Regions from separate parts of the Sus scrofa genome. Here regions 2 and 3 are each linked to region 1. A link is a contact called in public HiChIP or PLAC-seq data. All regions are on one chromosome and are shown on one strand. Each heading gives the region's core, a stretch centred on a gene start, on an enhancer-like site or on the middle of the called end of the contact. The rest is flanking DNA. Distances are from core to core; before and after follow the strand shown.

Region 1 (4,730 bases), core at 712-3,211:
TATCTCATTGTGGTTTTGATTTGCATTTCCTTGATGATCAGTGATGTTGCACACCTCTTCATGTATTGTTATCCATTTAAATATAATCTTTGGAAGAAAAACTAATCAGCTCCTTTGCCCATTTTTAAATTAGGTTATTTGTTTTTTGCTATTTAGTTGTGTGAGTTCTTTATATAATTTGAATATTAACCCCTTATCAGATATGTGGTTTGCAAATATTTTCTCCCACTCCATGGGTTGCTTCTTCATTTTTTTGATTATTTTTCTGTGCAAAAGACTTTCAGTTTGATGTAGTCCCACATTATTTTTGCTTTTGTTGCTTGTGCTATAAATGTTTTATTTAAAAACTCATTGCCAAGATCAGTGTTAAGAATTCCTGTTTTCTTCTAGGAAGTTTATGGTTTTACATCTTATGTTTAAGTATTTAATCCATTTTTATTTAATTTTTGTGGGTAGTGAAAGATAAGGATCTAATTTCATTATTTTGCTTGTGACTGCCCAATTTTCCAAGCACCATTTATTAAGGAGACTCTCTTTTCTCCAGCGAGTAATCTTGGTTCTCTTGTCAAATATTAGTTGAATATATATGCACGGATTTATTTCTGGGTTCTCTATTCTTGTTCTGTGTGTCTAATTTTGTACCAATACTATACTATTTTAATTGCTGTAGCTTTGAAGTATAGTTTGACATCCGGAAGTATGATACCCTCTTTGTTCTTCTTTCTCAAGATTGCTTTGGTGATTCAACATCTTTTGTGTTTTCAAATAAACTCTAGGATTATTTTTTAATGTCTATAAAAATGTCATTGGAATTTTCACAGGGATTGCATAGAATCTAGAGACGGTTTTGGGTTGTATGGATATTTAACAGTATTACTTCTTCATAGCACACTTTTCATAAATAATGTTGAATATATTTTTGATAAAATTATTTGTGAAATTTTATCAAAAATATATTCAGCTTGCTTTTATTTATCAATAGCATTTAATTTTTCTAGATGCCTAGAGTATTAGAATTACAATTAAGTCTAACAATCACTTCTATTATCTCCCAAAAGGGATAGATTTTAGTCTTGTCAGAGGCCTATTTATTTTCAAAGGCTTTCAGGCAAAGTATTGCATAACTTTAGCGGGTGCTGTTGATATCCCACTCTTATTCCCTCAATGCCCTTCTAGTAAGACAGTTTCTTAATGTAAATGCATGCAACTCTCTGCCTAAGAGCTTTCTCTGGCAGGAGCAGCAAGCTTGGTCCATATGTGTATAGGGAAAGCTGGAAGATCTGGGTAGTGAACCACCCTGTAAGCATCCCTTAATCAACCAGTCAGGAGTTGGTAGATAAATACTCCAGCCTCTTTATATCTTAGGTGGGACAACTTTGAAGTGTGTTCTCTGTAGGAGGATTGAGCTCCATTTTTATTGAGTACTTATCTGTTCATTAATATGTCCTCTGCTGGTTTCCTTCCTTCCCCACTCTCCTACCACGGCTTCACTCCGCAAATAAACCATTTGGACTGAAATCATTGTCTCAGGGTCTGCTTTTAGGGGGAATCCAACCTAAAAACTTCCTCAATTAGGTTTTCTAAAAATATATCCAGCCAGCTCCAAATCACACTTTAGAATGCTCCCTCACCAGTGATGTTTACAAGGGAAAGCAGGCCTGGATGCCATTTCAGAAAACTTCTTTATAGTTATACAAGCCAGAACACTATAACAGAATCACATTTTTCAGTAATATCCATTGGCTGTATAATAAAGTAGACAAAATACTCTAAAGAAAGGCTTTTCAAATTAAACAAAATAAATAAGAATTTCTATCTTGTTGTGTAATAGAAGGAATAGTTTTTATGTCTTTTGAAAGTTAGTAGCAATGCCTTTCCACTTCTGGGTTCTGATGAATCATCACTTGCTTAACAGACACAGATGAGGAAATACTGGGAGAGAAGAAGGAGATGGGGTGGTGGGGCATTTCCTGTATTTGCTAGTTTGTGATAGTATTTAGTCTAATAGTCACTGGACTTAATTTTCCCCAAGTTGGGAGTTGGTCATAGAGAGCTTAAGAAGATTTGTTTGTTAAATTGATTTCTCTGCTACCCTCCTAACTTAGATCAAAGAATTAATTCTTACATTAATGGAACTGAGGTAAAAGATGGAAATGAGCTTACATTTTAGAATTTATATAATATTAATTTTTAATAGCCACAATTATTACTCTTATATTGATCACTAATTTGTTGCTTACTTCCTAAATATAGTCATTTGTCTTAGGTCAAATTCCCCAGCACACAGACTCTGAGACAGAGAGTTGCATGAAAGGGGCTTTTTGGAATGTGCTCTGGGGGTCAGAGTGCCAGGTAGAGCAGAGAGCCAGAGAAACTGGGGTGACGTTCAGGGGCAACGAAGGCCTCAGGCAATCTCATGGGGAGTTCTGGAGCTGATTGCCCTTCAGACTATCTTGAATTGAGGCTCCAAAGAGGGCCAAGTCTTCCACTCTGTGCCAGTCAGCTGCTGGATGCAGATGCACCCTGTGAGAGAGCATTTTAGTTTTAGTGGCTCCCTCCAACTCAGGGAAATGCCCAGAGAGGACTTAGCTCTGAGCCAAACTGTAGTTGAGGGGGAAATACAAGCCTCTGGCATTAGCAGGGGTACTGAACAACATTAGCCACTCAAGCCAACAGCCAAGTGCATGTTTGCCAGAGTATGAGAACTGTTGTGAAAGAAAACAGTATTTTGTTTACTCAGACACTCTGAGTAATAGTAAATCACGTAGTTTGATTTTCAAATTTCAAATCATTAGAATGCAACAAATACACTTAAAGCCAACTATGTGAATTATCATTTAGTTTTTCTAGCTGACACAGATGGAGGAACAATGATCTAAATCTTGAAGAACTTTAAGAACAACATTTCTTAGAAAGAAGCTTAGAGATGTGTGCATTAATATCTTTCTGACTGATAGATAATAGATGACTCCTTCATCTTAAGCAATGCTTAAACATTTTATTCATAATATCACTGGCCTCTGTGTCCATTTTTGTTTCTGGTTGCTACTGTTTCTCTGGCTAATCCAAGACTGATGTTGGTGCCTCTGGGATGCAGGCATTTACATGGTGGCTGCTGAATCAGTTCTTGGGTAGGAAGGTAGGTCTACAAGGGAAACCTGCCGACTGAGTAATTTCCTGAGCTGGACTATCCATCTGCATTCTTTGCAGCCCAGTGCTCTCCCACCTTCTGTGGTACATCCTACAGGATCTTGCTGCTGGCTCCCCTTACTCCCAGAGCAGTCTTTGGTAGCATATCAGCTGAAGACCTCCCACCTAAGCATTTTCAATGATGTCCTCAGTAAACTTGTGCATTCTTGTACAACAGATGAAGGAACACAGGAACACACCACTTCTGCCCTCCCCACTCAGCTGTCTCTCTTCTGTTACATTCTAGTAGACACAGGTCACCAAGTCTGTGGCAAGGACAATTCTGGGACAAAGGGAAAATCCTACTCAGTATATATATTTCTATGTCTACATGTGAATTATTATTTATTAATTAATCCCTAGCACTTAAAACAGTATCTAAGACAGAGGAAGAATTGAATAAATATTGGTTGCAAGACCGAAGTTTTAGCTCCTCAATAGCTATTTACAAAAAAAAAAAAATGCGTTAACTCTATAAGAAGATTTTTCTCAAGTCACAGCTAAATTGCTCCCATTCCATCTCTTTCTGTTTTCATTGGGCAACAACATCTGTTCCCCAACCCCTTTATAAGGTGTATTAGACACACCAAGACTGCAATTAAGCCACGCACAGCCTTCTCCTTCTTTTGGCCAACCAACATCATTTCCGTGATCCCTTCCTTATAAGCCCGGGTTTCCAACCCTTTAATCATCTCTGCTCTCTTCTGGATCCAAATGTCCCACTTACTTTGAAACTATGGAGACTCAAATGGAAATCTATTGTAACGATGCTGTAAAAGTTTGGCAAATTTCAGGGGAAACCAACATCTGTTTGGTCCTTTTTCATTATCTTCTTGCTGCCTTTTCATTAAGGAATTCCCAGGAAAAGTTTTAAAATATATTTTTAAAATTAATTCAACAATTTCTTTTCTAGTATCTTTCTATTTGTATGCATATGATTTCTATGCAAAAATGGATTCATTTAAAAGGATTTCTAAGTTCCCAATATAAGCGTTTACAAATGTTTAAAAATATCTTGCACATATTTTTAGAATGGAATTGCAAAATACTGATCTTTTTAACACTTTAAAAATCTCTCACTTTTGCCTTTTAACTCAGCAGTGACATTGTTTTTGAATAAATTGTTTTTCAGATGGAAAATATTTTTGTTATTTTTATTTGAAACTTTCCCATGTTCGTGAGATAGACCCATTGAATAAGAATAAAAATAATAATGGGTATTACATAGCACTTACTCTGTGGCAGGCAAATGTTTTGAATATTTTAACATATTTAATCTTTACAAATACCCAATGAGCCAGCTACTGTTGTTATCCTCATTTTTCAGATGAAGCAATCGAGGGTCAGAGAGGTTAGGGACCTGTCCAGGATAGCAAAGCAAATGAGGTTCAGAGCTGTGATTTAAAGCCCAGAAGCCTAACTCTAGACCCTATGACCTTAGGATGATGAGCTGCCATATGTTTATGAATATAGTAGTGGACTGACTCTTGGCAGAAGGATTCTTTTTATGAGTGGTTTTTAATACACACAAGCAGAGTTTT
Region 2 (4,730 bases), core at 773-3,272, 230 kb after region 1:
TTATTTATGCCACCAACTCTCAATTGGAACGCTCTGAAATTAAAGTGCTTTGGTTAAGAGTTTGACCAGAGATACTTTTTGTTTCTAGTCTTCACGCCGAAAAGATTTTTCTTCCAGAGGATAGGGTGCTTTCTGACTTTCAAAAGAAACTATATGTTGTATCTAAACAAATAATTTCCTTATGTCTAAAGCTGGAAGATTTATCTTTTGTGTCCTGAGATGCCACTTTAATATTCTTCCTCCTCTCATTTAATGTACCTTTCCATCCTAGGAACTCAAGGCACGAGGATGCCCTTGGGTCCCCTTTCCAGATGTAATTTTGCCACATGAACCTATGCTCCATCAGTGGTGCCCAAATCTAGCTGCTGAACATTGAAATCAGCTGTGAGCTTATTAACGATCAACTATCTGGACATGTATAAAATGCATGTCCATATGCTTTCCGTGCAATTAAAATTTGTACCCAGCATTTCTCTCACAATTTTAGATTAATCTCTTCCTCTTTACTCCAATAAAAATGCAGCATTTGCCTTAAGTGGCTTTTGAGATTATTTTATTTTACTTCTTAATTTTTAAGGTATCAAGTGGAAACAATAAAATGAATCAATGCTAAGATTTTAAAATATTAATTAAATTTTTCAGTACTTAACCATTCCAGGATAGCTTGCAGTTCATCTTTGAAAGGCAACATTTTAATTATAAGAAACAAATCTCTAAATTCGAGACACCAAAACAGCCAGAACGGTTGATATTTGGAAAAAAAGGTATTATAATCCACAGCCTATTTTTCAGGTGAACACCCATCTTATTGATCCTTGTAGTGATCAGTTTCAATGGTAGTTAATATCCACCAACAGTTTTATGTACTAACTTATCCCAATCCTCATCACGAAAGAGATTAAAATCTAATTTTAAGGATACAGAAACATTTTTCTTTTTTGGCCAACCCCCGGCATATGTAATTCCCAGGCCAGGGATCAAATCCAAGCCACGGCTGTGGCTGTGCCAGATCCCTAACCCATTGTGCTGGGTCAGGGATCAAACCTGTGTCCCAGTGATCCCAAGAGGCTGCCGATCCTACTATGCCACAACAGGAATTCCCAAAATATATTTTTAAATATATAACTTAGAATTGAGGAAGAAAAAGGACATAAAGCAGAGCCAAGAGTGAGAATGAAACCAAAGGCAAAAATATCTAGTGCTATTTCTTAACATCGTTCATTCATTCATTCATTCACAAATAGAAAGTATCCACCAGTGGTCTGTAATGGAAGGCTACCCAATGACAAAATCCTACTGCTTGGTTACTTCAGATGTCTATCCTGATTGACTGAGGCCTGTGACTTCTGTTAATTCAAATTTTGGCTATTACTCCCTAATGGAGTATAACAGAGAGAAAACAAACATGGAAGCTCCCTCACTGGATTCTAGCCTCTCAGGCAGATAGACTTGTATATAAGCAACTACAACAGAGTATGGCAAAATCCGATATATTATATTAAAGAAACAATATATTTAAACAAACAAACAAAAAAACAATAGCGGAGTATCCCTCGTGGCGTAGTGGTTAACGAATGTGACTAGGAACCATGAAGTTGCAGGTTCCATCCCTGGCCTCGCTCAGTGGGTTAAGGCTCCTGTGCTGCTCTGAGCTGTGGTGTAGGTCACAGACGTGGCTTGGATCCCGCGTTGCTGTGGCTCTGGCATAGGCCGGTGGCTACAGCTCCGACTGAACCCCTAGCCTGGGACCCTCTATATGCCGCAAGTGTGGCCCTAGAAAAGACAAAAAGACAAAACAAAAACAATAGCAAGAGCAGCCAACAATGCATGAGTTAAAGGGATAGGCAGACCCCACATCATGAAGTGCTTCACTACATTTCCACAGCAGTCTGAACTCAACACTTACTGCGTTTTAAAGCAAGAGAACACAATCTATAGAGTTACATATTGGAAAGATCACTCTGACTAAAGCACTGAGCATCTCCTGCTGCCCCCACCTGGTCAAAGTCAGGAGTTGAGACCTTGCTCAGAACTCCTCTGTACACTGAGGCCAGTTCTGCAACGTAGGGGTTAATGCTCTTATCTCTGGAGCTAAACTGCCTGGGTGCAAATCCTGACTCAGAATGAGTAGCTGTCTCACCGTGGACAAGAAATGTATGCTTCCTTTACTTTCAATTTTCTTATCTGTAAAACAGGGTTGAGTCTACTTTATAAGTGCTTGTGAGGAATTAAAGATAACAGAAGTAAATACTACAGGTAAAATACACTTGTATTGGTCTAGAACATATGAATACTCGCTGGGTGATCCATATACAATTTTTCTCACTCTTATGACAACACTTCAAGAGAGAGAGGATTACCACTAGCTTGCCATATTTACCATGTCTCATTATGTCTTTTACAACACCAACTTTTAGTTTTATTTTTTTTTTTATGCAGTTCCTCTCTTTTCTTTCTTGTTCTGATGGCATTCAGTAACCAACAACAATTTTAACTTTTGGCTTTCCTTTTTTTTCCCAACAGCATGAATTTGAAAGTTTCAGTTACTAATGTGTGGTTTAGGTTAACTTCCTAGACTAGTTCTCAACATGTTACATCCTAAGAGATGGGGCCTCTCCTTTCAGGAGATTATTAAGTGTTGTTAGCAACTCCTACGTGTCTAAAGCAATAGAAAGAAGATAAGCTCTGTGCAGTCTTCCATGGAGTATTTCAAGCCACAGAAGTAGAAGAAAGTGCTGCTGAATCTACCCATAGAGTGGCCTCCTCTGACCTGAAGTTTTATGCAACTTTTGCAGAAGGGAAGGAACAACATGACCTGGGTGAGCTAAGACCTGCCAAACTCCCAGTGACAATGAAATGAATATTTCAGCAGACAAAATACAGAGGATATTTGTCTATGAAACTTGGAAAACATTTATGGGAAAGGGACTAGTGAAGCGCCCATATTTTCCTGTATATTTCCGAGGGGAAACCAGAGCTGTGCACAGGTGTCAGCTACTGTGTAAAAAGCTTCAATGGAACCAGAGTGTTTAATGTCAATGTGTTGGACATAAAGATGTTTATAGAGATGTTTTATTAGCAGTGTTTGAGAAACAGAAACCATAATTTTCACGATCCACATTTTCCCTGTGGCAAGTAACACATACATAGTCACTAAATACGTAGAGGAAAATACTTAGAACCTTGAGTTGCCCTAAAGTAGTGCAAACCAATTCATGCTGTACATAGGTTGCTCCCACCCAAGGATGAAATCATAGCATCTTAGAAATCTCTTTAAACTCTGCCTCCAGTACAAAACCAGAGCTTTCTCATTCTGTTTTACTTTCTGTGGTTTCCGGTCCACTGTACCCTGTAGGTTTTCACCTCTTTGACTGGCCCTTTTGGTGTGAAACTTCTCTTACCTTGTTTTTGCTATTCCATTTTTCTCCTTGCCATTATTTCTTAGTTCCCTTTTTCCCCCTTTTTTTGTGGAGGAGGGTCAGCTTAACTCAGAATTGAAGATTAGCTTTATTTCTACACAACTGACCATGACGGGATCATAGAAGTATAGCCCAGTTTAGTGCACTGGACAGATTTAGGATCAAAGAAAACCTAAACTTAATTTTGAGTGCCAAGTCATTACTCTTTGACAATCTTTGAGGTCTCTGGAAACCAAGCCTTGGTTCCTGTTGCTGCACAGCAGAGGCCATGTCAGTTTCAACATCCTCTTTTCCCAAATCCATAATAAATGTTTCCTCTGGAGAGACTATTGCCCAACATTTTTTCCACACTATCAGGGGCAAGTCTATTTCCCCAAGGAGATTATTCAGACAGCAAAAGCCCAGATATTCATGGCATTCAGTCCCATAGTCTTCACATTATCCATGTATGCTAAGGCTATCAAAGGGAAGGCAGTGAGCTCAGCCTAAACCTCTAGGCTCTAGAGACAGAAAGATCTGCATTCTATTACACTTCCTCTCCTGAGACCATGAACAAGTTATTTTTTAAATTATTATTAGAGTTTGTAAAACTGAAACATTTATTGAAGTGTTGTGTGTGTGTGTATAGCAGTGTAAAGATTGATGAAATTTCACAGAGTAAATATCCCTATGTAACCTGCACCCAGACCAAAAAAGAAGACATAGCCATTCTCTGAGTGGGTTTCCACGTGCCACTCTCTCCAGTTACTACTCTGAAATGTAACCACATCCCAATATCAAACAGTATAGATTCTTTGACCCTGTGCTTTACCTCCTTAAGCCTCAGCTTCTTCACATGTTAAGTTGGGAAAATAAGAATATGAATTTCAAAGAATGTAAGGTTTAAATGAGATAATCAATAGAATGTTCTTTGCCTGGGGCTGGATATTTAATAAGCTCTTAGACAGCTATTCTCAAAATTTCATTTGATGATTATTTTCCTACTTGTTTTAGATTGCTCTGTCACCCACCTGTCCGATGCATGAAGGAAGCTCCATCTCTTTCCAAAGATTGAAAGTTATTTTCCTACAACCTTCCAGGTTTTCTCCTTGGCCAGGGGAGGTAACTTGCAGCAACTTGTGGGAAAAAACAAATGAAAAAAAGTGAACACAAACACACATATGAACAGACTGGGGATGGGAACATCTTAGAGAAGCACTGGAAACTGTCAAAACAAACTTGACTGGCAGAACAAAGAGGAATAACATGGAAATGAAGAGGTTTTCTTGGCAGAAAGTGAGGGCACAGTGTCAGATATTAGGTTTCCAAAAC
Region 3 (4,730 bases), core at 787-3,286, 200 kb before region 1:
CCAGGGGTCAATCCTGTAACCTCATGGTTCCTGGTCAGATTTGTTAATCACTGCACCACAAAGGGATCGCCTCTTCTTATCAATCTTATCTCTTCTAAGATTGTTAGACGATTTGTTCTTCCAACAATCTTATCCCTCTACTCCAGCTGAGCTCAGCTCCTTCAGCTGACATTTTCCTTGAGGTGTCAAAGAGAAACAAGGCCCAGTTTCCTTGGCCTAATAAGTCCCAGCTGTTCTCAGCCCAGGGGCCCATCTACCTCCTACCTCAATGAGGGTGACAAAACTATATTGTTGTCTCACCAGTCAATGCACAAAATGGAGACATCAGCTTGGTAATTGCATTTAGCAGAGAAAAACTAAAAAAGCCAAAGATAACTCTCTGTTGAGATTTTAGTTTCACTATTTCATAATGTATAATAGAGAACACTTTGTATACATTTATAAGAAAAGGTATCTTATGGATAACCAGATTGCTGTGAATTTCATTTAGCATTCTACAGATAACTGCATGTAAGGGCATTCTGTAAGCTTCCTTCTAAAGATATTACTGAGATGACATATGGCCTGGTGTGTTTGCATCCTTGCTTCTCAGAGTGTTAGGCATTAGTGTTTACTGTCTAAGGTCAGGTAGAGGATTTTAATGGGTTGGATTTTGACCAAAATTTATGTTTGGAGTCTTATCCCTAGGAACTCAACATGTCACTTTTCTTTTTTTTGGAGATAGCATCTTTATAGAGGTAACCAAGCAAAAGTGAGGTCATTAAGGTAGGCTCTCATCCAGCATGCCTGTTGTCCTGGTAAGAAGGGGAAACTTGGACAAAGGGATACACATAGAGGGAAGATGATATGAAGAGACAAGGAGAAGATGGCCATTACAAACCAGGTGGAGAGACCTGAAATGGAGCCTTCCCTCACAGCCCTCAGAAGGAACCAGCCCTGCCAACAACTTCATCTCAGACTTTAGCCTCAAAAACTGGGAGACAATAAATTTCTGTTTTAGGCTGCCCATTTTCTGGTGCTTTGTATTAGGAAACTAATACAAGCATTTATTCAGGAGTATGCATTATAAACTGACTTAGGAGGAGGAAGAACCATGTAAGGAACAGTAAGGTGCCAGGAAAGTTCGTGGACACTGTTAGCTTGGGAGATAGGGTGGCAATGGGTTCTTGTTTTTATCCTGTTTGTGGGTGGAACAGGGCAGGGCATCAGGCCTAGCCTCAGGTTCACTAAGACCTTACTAATTTTTGCTCATCTGATTGGGAAGGATTTAGAAGAAGTAGAATAAGACTTGAATTTTCTGTGTGAGTTGTGAGGGGATATGATGGCTTCAAAAGAGATTACTTGGAGTGCATAGAGGGTTTGGAAGAAAAACACGTAAATACTCTAAATTTGGCCATTGGCATTTAAGAAACTTAACATCGTGTTGCGGAAGGGTTATTTTATACTCCGCTGATCTGAAGGATTCTGAGACGTATGGAACGTGTATAAATCTTACTTTAATTAAATGCTTAGGAACGTCTAAAGGTCTACTCTATTTCTTTGCTCCTTTGTCTCTCGTTCTCTCTGAATTATGGGGGTGACAGTGCAGATTTTTTTGATCCCTGACTCATCCTTTTACCTACTTGCTCTGGTGTTTATATGAAAATATTTCCTGCAGTTGAAAGGGTAACTGTTCTAATGTTCAAGACGAAGAAGGAGGTCCAAATGTTAGCTCTCAAACAGTGAGACCTTATTAAGAGTGGAAGTAAAAAGCCCCCAGACACTCATTGAGGGAGCACAGGAGGGGCCCCAGGCCTGTCAACAATCAGTTACAACTGAGGCCCTTCCCACTCCTCTGGCCAGGGTCTAATTTAAATCTCAGTTGGCTGGAACTTCTTGATTTGATTACACCAGTTCCCAGGCTGTGAGGAGTTAAGCCAAAAAGGTTTTCATTAATTTGCCTTCTCCCTAAAGATTTGAGACTTGCTGTTTCAAAGAAAGCGAGATACCACAATGAGCCAACTATTTGGTGAGAAGTTTCTCCTCTGGGAGAAAGGCGTTTGCTCAGATTCCAGCCTTTCAAATGTCAAATGTTACTCATCCCTGCTTTGGCTCTTGCAAGCCTGTGTAGTTCCTTCTTTTTTCTTTTAATTGGAGTATGTTTTCTTCTACTAGTAGCTCAGGGAACTTTTACTTGCTGTTGGAAATCTAACCCTGGTACACGAAAAGTATGACTAATCCTACTTACTGGAATTTCAGTGTTTTCATCAAGGCCGCAGTTTCCATTTCCAATTTTACATAATAAGGGAAACACACCAACTGGCAAACACTCTTTTTGTCGGTTGGTGTACATCAAAATATCTCCTGTGTTATAATTGAAAGGAAAGTTTCATAATGGAGATTTTTTTTTTTTTTTGCAATTGAAGGAAAACTGTCTGCAAGTATATTTAAAGAAAGGGTAGCTCATGAGATGAGTACCCAGTTAAGATGTTTACTCAATGAAGTAGTTAAACTTTTCAGCTGCTTTTTAATTGTCTGTACAGCAGGATATTAGGTTATTTTTAGGCAGAAAGAGTGGTATATACACTGAGTCATGGCCAGTGGAAGGATTTTAGAACAACATACAAATGCTCATGCCATTAAAATGACTTAGTTAAGCCATCATTGTGATGGCCATTGGAAAGATGAAAGAATATCAGCTAACGCAAACCAAATTTTTGTCTTCATCGAAGCCATCATTTATTACTTCGTTATGGATATCTGGAATGCCATTGGAAAGATCTCCTATCAGGAAGGTCTAGTGGAAATGGCTTAAGATTTACCAGGCAGCTCCTTTAAGGCAAAATCTGACTAAAGGGAATAGAGAAAGACCTTGGAATGGCCTGAGATTTTCAAATCTTTCTTCTCTAAAGAATCACCTGGAGTTATTGAAAATATAGATTCTCCAGATCCCATTCTGCAAATTTCTGGTTAAGTGGGCCAATGTGTATATACATTTCTTGGCAGATTACTCTAGGCACAGTTAGGATAGGGAACCTCTGCCAGTTTGGGTAACTGCAGCAATGAAGTAATGATGGCTTAACTAAGTCATTTTAATGGCATGAGCATTTCTATGTTGTTCTAAAATCTTTCCATTGGCCATGACTCAGTGTATATACCATTCCTTCTGCCTAAAAATAACCTAATATCCTGCTGTGCAATCACCTGTGTAGGGTCTGATGAATTTTTTTTTTTTTCTTTTTAGGGCTGTACCCACAGCCTGTGTTCCCAGGCTAGGGGTTGAATCAGAGCTACAGCTGCTGGCCTACACCACAGCCAAAGTAGCATAGGATCCAAGCCGAATCTACGACCTACACTGCAGCTCACGGCAACGGTGGATCCCCAACTCACTGAGCAAGGCCAGGGATTAAACCTTCATCCTCATGGATACTAGTCAGATTTGATTCCACAGAGCCACATTGGGAACTCTCAGGCTGGTGAATTTAATAAGGCAAAACTTTTTGCCTTTTTTTTGAATCAGTAGATGAACCCCAATCGCCTGTTTTTCCTATCACTTCTTTGAATCATTGTGGAGTCATTTGTATGTCAATTGATAAGCAGTCAACTGGAATCTTCCTTGGAAAAACAATGTGCTAGACCTGGGTGGGTATCAGAAATATGTGCAGAGTTACTGGAAACTATTTTCTTTGGACCGTCTGAATTGTAATCTCAGGGAGGGGTCTAGACCTCCATTCTTATATAGGCTTTAGAGATGATTTTGAAAAGCAGTTGATTTTGAGAATCTGAGTTCTACTAATGGGGAGAAGTGCTGATTACTGCTGTTGGGTACTAACTGAAGGTGAACTGCCTACACAGAAATCATATTAATTTGATTATCATGATTAAAACTATTTATTTTGCTGTTTTATGATTAACTTGTGCATTTGATCAATAGATGATCCTAAGTCCCATTGAGAAGGGCAGGAGAGATCTTTAACACTTGAAGCTCTCAGATACAGCTGCAGGTGAATCTGGAAGTATGGGTAGAATCTGAATAGGTAGTGGAGTTGAGAGCAGAGAATTCTAGGGGAGGCAAGTGAATGAGTAAAGTGATTACAATGGGAACTAGAATTCCATGCTAGTAGTAGAGGGTGTAAACAGACTGAAGCCCATGGTATGGGAAATAGTGGAATATAAAACTACACAGTGTGGATTGGTGTCTGGAGAGTGGCTTGAATTTGCAAGCCAATTAGAAACCATGACAACATTTTTGTGTGTGCACAGGAATAAAGAGCTAACATTTTATTTTGGATGATTGTGCAGAAGGTCAGGAGGCAGGGCTATGACGGTGTAGCATAAGAAGATGGAATTTAGTAGTGACTGGTGAATAGGAGAAGTGCAGATTTGGTAAATGTATAGATGTAGCCTACATGAAAACTATTTCCTTTGCAGATTACTTAGAAATTGTCTGTTCAAGAAGAGACCATCTCATGTAGAAGAAGGCATAAAATAGTTGTCTCCTCAATTGGCAAATAACTTCTTTGCTACTCTTTAAAATGATCAGCAAAACCCTTCGGCCATAGCATTAAGAGAATTTTTTATTATGTCCAGGGGCAGAACTTTTTCAACTTAACCTGGCCTCTACAATCAGTCTAGTTTCTTGTTCATATAGCAGGCAGAGGCATTCAGATATTTGAGTGTTATGAATAAGCGGGTAAGAGAGATGAGTATAATGAACTGTAAGTCTGTTTGAAGAGTTTTTTTTTTCCATT

What was found. HiChIP or PLAC-seq counts read pairs in DNA pulled down with a chosen protein or histone mark.
Region 2: a contact with region 1 is called in an H3K27ac HiChIP or PLAC-seq map of alveolar macrophages. The contact joins two enhancer-like sites. A contact is called at or near these places in 1 of 5 promoter capture datasets (liver), 1 of 47 Hi-C or Micro-C datasets (embryonic fibroblasts) and 1 of 2 datasets of contacts at active chromatin or transcription factors (alveolar macrophages).
Region 3: a contact with region 1 is called in an H3K27ac HiChIP or PLAC-seq map of alveolar macrophages. The contact joins two enhancer-like sites. A contact is called at or near these places in 1 of 47 Hi-C or Micro-C datasets (embryonic fibroblasts) and 1 of 2 datasets of contacts at active chromatin or transcription factors (alveolar macrophages).

The regions. Positions count from the first base shown.
Region 1 is chr9:86,655,117-86,659,846 of Sscrofa11.1, reverse strand. The region is part of intron 4 of LOC110255481 (a long non-coding RNA gene); the gene reads left to right. Among named protein-coding and RNA genes, the nearest start is that of AHR, 150 kb to the right of the region's middle. Within about 2 kb of position 1,961, at least 13 of the 83 cell types and tissues checked have an H3K27ac peak or open chromatin away from gene starts, as enhancers often do. A contact at or near this core is called in alveolar macrophages and embryonic fibroblasts, where this site is marked.
Region 2 is chr9:86,424,538-86,429,267 of Sscrofa11.1, reverse strand. No RefSeq gene overlaps it. Among named protein-coding and RNA genes, the nearest start is that of AHR, 85 kb to the left of the region's middle. Within about 2 kb of position 2,022, at least 10 of the 83 cell types and tissues checked have an H3K27ac peak or open chromatin away from gene starts, as enhancers often do. A contact at or near this core is called in alveolar macrophages and embryonic fibroblasts, where this site is marked.
Region 3 is chr9:86,851,482-86,856,211 of Sscrofa11.1, reverse strand. The region is part of intron 1 of LOC110255481 (a long non-coding RNA gene); the gene reads left to right. Among named protein-coding and RNA genes, the nearest start is that of SNX13, 230 kb to the left of the region's middle. Within about 2 kb of position 2,036, at least 9 of the 83 cell types and tissues checked have an H3K27ac peak or open chromatin away from gene starts, as enhancers often do. A contact at or near this core is called in alveolar macrophages, where this site is marked.